Regions from separate parts of the Oryctolagus cuniculus genome. Here region 1 is linked to region 2. The links are chromatin contacts, called in public Hi-C maps. All regions are on one chromosome and are shown on one strand. Each heading gives the region's core, a stretch centred on a gene start, on an enhancer-like site or on the middle of the called end of the contact. The rest is flanking DNA. Distances are from core to core; before and after follow the strand shown.

Region 1 (2,700 bases), core at 175-2,674, 360 kb after region 2:
ACAAATAGATGGGGAGACATACTCCTGGTGTTATCCTTCTTGTAGAAGGATCTCTGGTGTAATAGAAAGCAGTTCTCACATTCTTAGTAAGAACATGATGGAATTTCATTTCTATGGCTCGATACTATCTTGCGAGCTATGGGAGACTCGAGAGTGCTGATTACAAATTTTCATCAGTGCTTTAGTTCAAGAAACAGTCAAGTTCAGTCCTGGCGCCAGTGTCACTCAGTTTGGTCTTCTGCAGTGTTCCTGGCTCCATCACAGTTCTGAACTTTGGGAGTTTATGTTCTCATTGATTGTTTACAGAAGTTTTGTATCCCTCACTCAGGAAAGATCCACTCACACTCCCTGCATTCCACGGCGTTACTTGTTAGGAAGGTAACCAACCAAAAGAGTTGAAGTGATCCTATTGCTTGTTCTCAGAATTTTCTGTCTTCAGGGATTGTGGTAGACCAAAATTCCTCCATGGAAAAAAAATGGTTCAGTAGTAAATAATATAAAAGTGGTTTTTCAGGGAACAGGCCCCATTTTTTCCAGCTCCCAGAGTCCCTTTTGCTGTGCATTTTCTTAGGGAGAATTACGGCTCGGTGGCCCAGAGCACCTGTGTGGTCTTCAGGGAGCCTGGGCTCGAGTCTTGACTGTTATTTCTGGGCAGCTATCAAACCGTGGGGAAGTTCTGATGTCCTCAAGCCTCAGTTTGCTCATCCATCAGTGAGAATCCTAGTACCTGCCTGTCAGTTAAAGTGAGGTTTAGATCCCTTATAGCGCCATTAAGTAGTAGGTGGAATTTCTGGTGAATTTATTCTGTGATAGGGAAGTCGATTTTTTGTTTCTAGGCTTCAGCCGTGACTTCCGGTGGGTGACTTCTGGATTTATGACCCTGGTCATTTCTCCAAACCCTCATTTCCATTTCTTTTCCTGCTTCCTGCCAGATAATTCCATAAGAATATTTCCGCTAAAGCTCAAGTGCCTGCTGTCGAACTCGACCTTCCTCAGCCCGTGGCAAAGCCCCACTTACAGGGAGGAATCTACCAATCTCTGTCCTGTGTCTTCTCTGACATCTTGCCAGTGAGGGACAAAGCTACCTGGTGGCGAAAGCTCCTTTCTTCCATGTCAGCATCTCTCTCTCTCCCTTCCTTAATGTCAGCACTTTAATTTGGTTCCGTAATGACTCTCACCTGGCTTTTACCCAACAGCCTTTGGCACAGTCCCCGTGCTGCTGGCATCGAGGAAGAATTCAGTAAGGGAGGGGGGAGAGTGTGTGTCGAGCCTCAACTTGGAGCATGGCCTCTTGCTAGGTATTGGTGGGTGGCAAAGAGCCAAAGAGAGGAGCAGGGAGGGATTTTCCGAGATGACTAAGGCACCCTGTAAGATGAGGGAGGTGCAGTTCGTGGAGGAGATACACAGAAAGGAGTAAAAGTCGGCTGTAATCATGGGCTGGGTGGACTGTTACGCATGTGTGTCCAAGGAGGCTGCAGCATGCATTTGAGGCTGCCCCAGACGCTGTTGCTCAGCCGTCGGAATCCCACAGGCGTGCCCTTGTCTTTCCCCTTTTGGGTTTCTGCATTTTGCCGTGCCCACCCCTCCCCACCCCCTACCCCCATTCTGGACTTTTCCCCCAACACTTCAGGCACTGCTCACCAACATCTTTGCTGGGTATCACTTCACCAGGGGTAAAACGGCTTGGGAACCAAGGGGGAGGGCTTCCCAAAAGTGGTCAAAGGAGGAAGTGGTAGCTTCTGGCTGTTTTTGCTGCCATCGACAAGATTATGTTAATCCCTATTTCAAAAACTTTAATGGATATTGCTTTGCCAAATAAAATATGGCCTTTTTACTTTGGTATTTCAGACTTTTGACTATCTGTTAAAAATATTTATTTGAAAGGTAGAATTAGATCAATCTTCCATATTCTGGTTCACTCCCCAAATGGCTGCAACAGCCAGGCCATGGGCCAGGCTGAAGCCACTAGCCAGGAGCTGTTTCCAGGTCTCCCACATGGGTGCAGGGGCCCCAACATTTGGGCCATCTTCCTTTGCTTTTTCTAGGCCATTAGCAGAAAGCAGGATCAGAAGCGAAGCGTCAAGGACATGAACCGGTGCCCATATGGGATACCAGCATTGTAGGTTGCTTTGTTACCTGTGGATCCATCTCTCCCCCGCCTCCTTTTTCCCCCCCTTTATTTGAATGGCAGAGTTGAGGGGAGGAGAGACAGAAATCTTCCATCTGTTGGTTTACTCTCCAAATGGCTGCAATGGCCAGGGTTGGGCCAGACTGAAGCCCAGAGCCTGGAACTCCATTCTGGTCTCCCACATGGGTGCAGAGACCCAAGCATGTGGGCCATCAGCCATCACTTTCCTGGGTGCATTTAGCAGGGAGTTGGATTAAAAATGGAGTATCTGGGACTTGAAGCAGCACCCGTATAGTATGCTGGCATTGCAGGCAGTGGCTTAACCTGCTGTGCTACAGTGCCACCCCAAGACCTTTAGCTTTCCTGTATCAACCTCTTTTTCCACTCTTATTTTCTGACTGAACTTATATTCCTATATTATGGATCTAGGTTGCAAATCAAAGGCCTGTTTGAACCAGGCAGATGAGTAAAGCAAGCTAGGGGTAAGGCACTAGAGAATGCTGGGAGGTGTGGCAGATTGGAATTCCCTACCACAGTTTGAGGGGGTGGTGTGATCACTGCTCTAGCGGATG
Region 2 (2,700 bases), core at 160-2,659:
TGAATTATATGAAATGTAAAGCTTAAGAGAGGGAGGGTAGAACAGAGGGGGAGAGAGAGAGAGAGAGAGAGAGAGAGAGAGAGAGAGAGAAACAAGGGCCAGAGTCAGGCCATTTGGATCTGAAATTGGGCTCTGCTACTAACTAGTTAAATGATCTCAGGAAAGTCTAACCTGTCTTTGCCTGTTTCCCATCAGTAAAATTGGAGAAAATAAGTTATTAACTACAGAGCAGTGTTGGGAAGATTGTGATACTATATAAATAGAGTGCCTAACACAGAGCTTGGACCATAGGAAAAGCTCAATAAATATTAGCAATATTTAACCTACCCAAGATCCAATTCTGATTTGGTTTAATTTCATTCAAATTCAGAAAGGTTTGGACTACAGCTGCAGAGGGCAATGACTGGTTCTGTGACAATGACTCCGGGGAAATCAGAGCATCGCCCACAGCACATTGGTCAGTCCCTGGCCGTCCCTGGGTGTAGGGAGCTCTGAAGCATCACAGATGAAGGCTGTGTCTTCACCACCAGGAGGCAGCATCCTGCAGCCTGGAATACAGGTGCAATGCAATATTTCATCCCCAGCGGAACTAGTGCTTAGGTTACACCTAAGTACAGAGGATTTGGAGGGACCCTCCGCCTCATCTGCAAGGCTTTCTAGTGGATCTGATGTCTGGATGAGACTTCAGGACCCCAGAAGTGACCACGGTGAAGGGTCAGGTTCATTGCCCAGGCAGGGGTACGACTTGAGTGAACTCCAGAGGCCACAGTTCAGTGGCCTCAGTGTTATGGAAAGCAGAGGGACAAGAAACAGGGCTCAGGGTCCCATGGAGGCACTTTGGGCGCCAGGATAAGGTATTTTTTTCTTGGAGACAATGAGGAGCCTGTGAAGATTGTAAGCAGGTGCTAGGACTGGCTCAGATATCTTCAGTTAATTGCCCTAATGGTGTCTGCATCCCATACCTTCAGAGAACCTGCTCTGTCGACGAGAAACAAATAGATGCCATCCTACATGTTCAAGGCCTGGGTTTTGCATTTAGCCCACTCAAGTGCAAATGTTCCTCCAGGGATCACATCCATGCTAGCATCCAAACAAAAAACTGCTTCATGGCTCCCACAGGGGACACAAAGGGCATGAAGTGGTGGCTGAGAGCCGCTCAGCAGGCCCAGGCCTCAGAAAGCAGAGGACTCGTAAATGTTTCATAAACACAACCTTCCCTCTGGACGCCTGCTCTGGCCCAGCGCCCATGACTGAGCCCCAGCGGCTAAGGGGCAGGTATCCTGCGGGTTACTATAGCACTCCATGGAAAAGAGCACTCAGGGAGAGCCACAGGCTGCCTGTGGGGAGGTGGGAGGGGCTGGGCTAGGCCGCAGATGCTGCTGCAGGTCTCGGGGATCCTCATGGGCTGGAACCCACTTTAGCTTCTCCAGCTGCAGCCAGGGAGGGAGAGAGGCAGCGCTCAGTCTCAGAGTGGCTGTCCGAGGCAACAGCCACGGGCGGCTGCTGCTGACTTGTAGCTTTTTCAAGGGGCTGAATTCCCAGCCAGACAACTCTTGGCATTTTTGTTAGGGAGGGGTTTTGAGAGAGGAGAGAGTGGTCTCATCTTGGAAGATCTGGGCTGAGTTTCCTCTCCTTTCTGATTCTAAGCAGTTACCTCTATGAGAACTGACTTCCAGGTGTTCCCGGAAAACAGAGCGGTCCCCACGCTGGACAGGAGAAAAGATGACAGTTGCTGAGACTGGGTGGTAACGGCTCTCAGGTGCCCCTCATTCAAAATGCCTTTTAAAGCCTTTGAGACCTTCAAGGAAAAATTTCTGAAACCTGGGAAGGAAGGAGTGAAGAACGCCGTGGGAGATTCGTTGGGGATTTTACAAAGGTAAAGTTGGGAGGCAAATTTGAGGTTTATTTCTTGAGTAGCCTCATGTTGGCAATGTATGAACGACTTTGTGTCATGTTTATAAAACACATTTTAACAAGGAGGGGTGGGTCAGATTACATGGTTTCTGGAGCCTCTTGCAGCACTAACAGTCTCTGTTGGGAGGGAAAAAATATGCATCAAAAAGTGTTGGGTTTAATTAAGGAAACATCAAGACAAGTGTGCTGTTTATGCAGCAGGATGAGCACATATTGGACTTGGGGTAATGCATATGATGTGTTTGGCATTAAATTAGCAAAGAGTGAGGAGATAATATTTCATGCTAACTCAGTGACAAATGTAGTTGTGTTTTGAGCTGAAAATTAAATATTTGAAAATTTTTTGTTTGTTATATGATATACCTAAAGTGGTCCCTGATTGAATAGTTTTCCCCAAAAGCACAGATAATGGCGTAATAGTTGGAAGAGTTAAAAAATTAGTATTCTTTAAAGCACAAAATCTCACATGATTATGAAGGGGAAAACATTAAGTACCATCACTGAATTGAATGAGATTTTAGTCCAAACCAAAAAACCTTTTTAAAGTAAAACACATTATCATGGGAAGGAGAGTGTGCCAAAAATAGATGAATTTATGTGACATTTTAATTTGTAAATTTTTATATGCCCCCTTTGATATATATCAGTTTTGATATATGAATTAATCCGTGGTCCTTATGTGCAAGGTAGGACTCCTTTATCTCCTTGACATAAATAAATGTGAAAATACTCCTGATAAGCTTTTTATGTGTTTGAATAATTATTTTTAATCCTGGTGAGTGAAAA

The links. Hi-C and Micro-C count contacts between places; a contact is called where the count stands out from the background.
Region 1: a contact with region 2 is called in a Hi-C map of an unstated tissue, with 2.6 times the contacts expected there. The contact joins the enhancer-like site here to the promoter of SLC17A8 in region 2. A contact is called at or near these places in 2 of 6 Hi-C or Micro-C datasets (embryonic fibroblasts and an unstated tissue).

The regions. Positions count from the first base shown.
Region 1 is chr11:103,625,542-103,628,241 of mOryCun1.1, forward strand. All of the region lies in intron 2 of ANO4 (anoctamin 4), which reads left to right. Among named protein-coding and RNA genes, the nearest start is that of ANO4, 27 kb to the left of the region's middle. Within about 2 kb of position 1,425, at least 1 of the 8 cell types and tissues checked has an H3K27ac peak or open chromatin away from gene starts, as enhancers often do.
Region 2 is chr11:103,262,403-103,265,102 of mOryCun1.1, forward strand. It overlaps SLC17A8 (solute carrier family 17 member 8), which reads left to right and starts at 1,410. Exons shown (of 12, transcript XM_002711219.5): 1 at 1,410-1,876. The coding sequence starts at 1,776.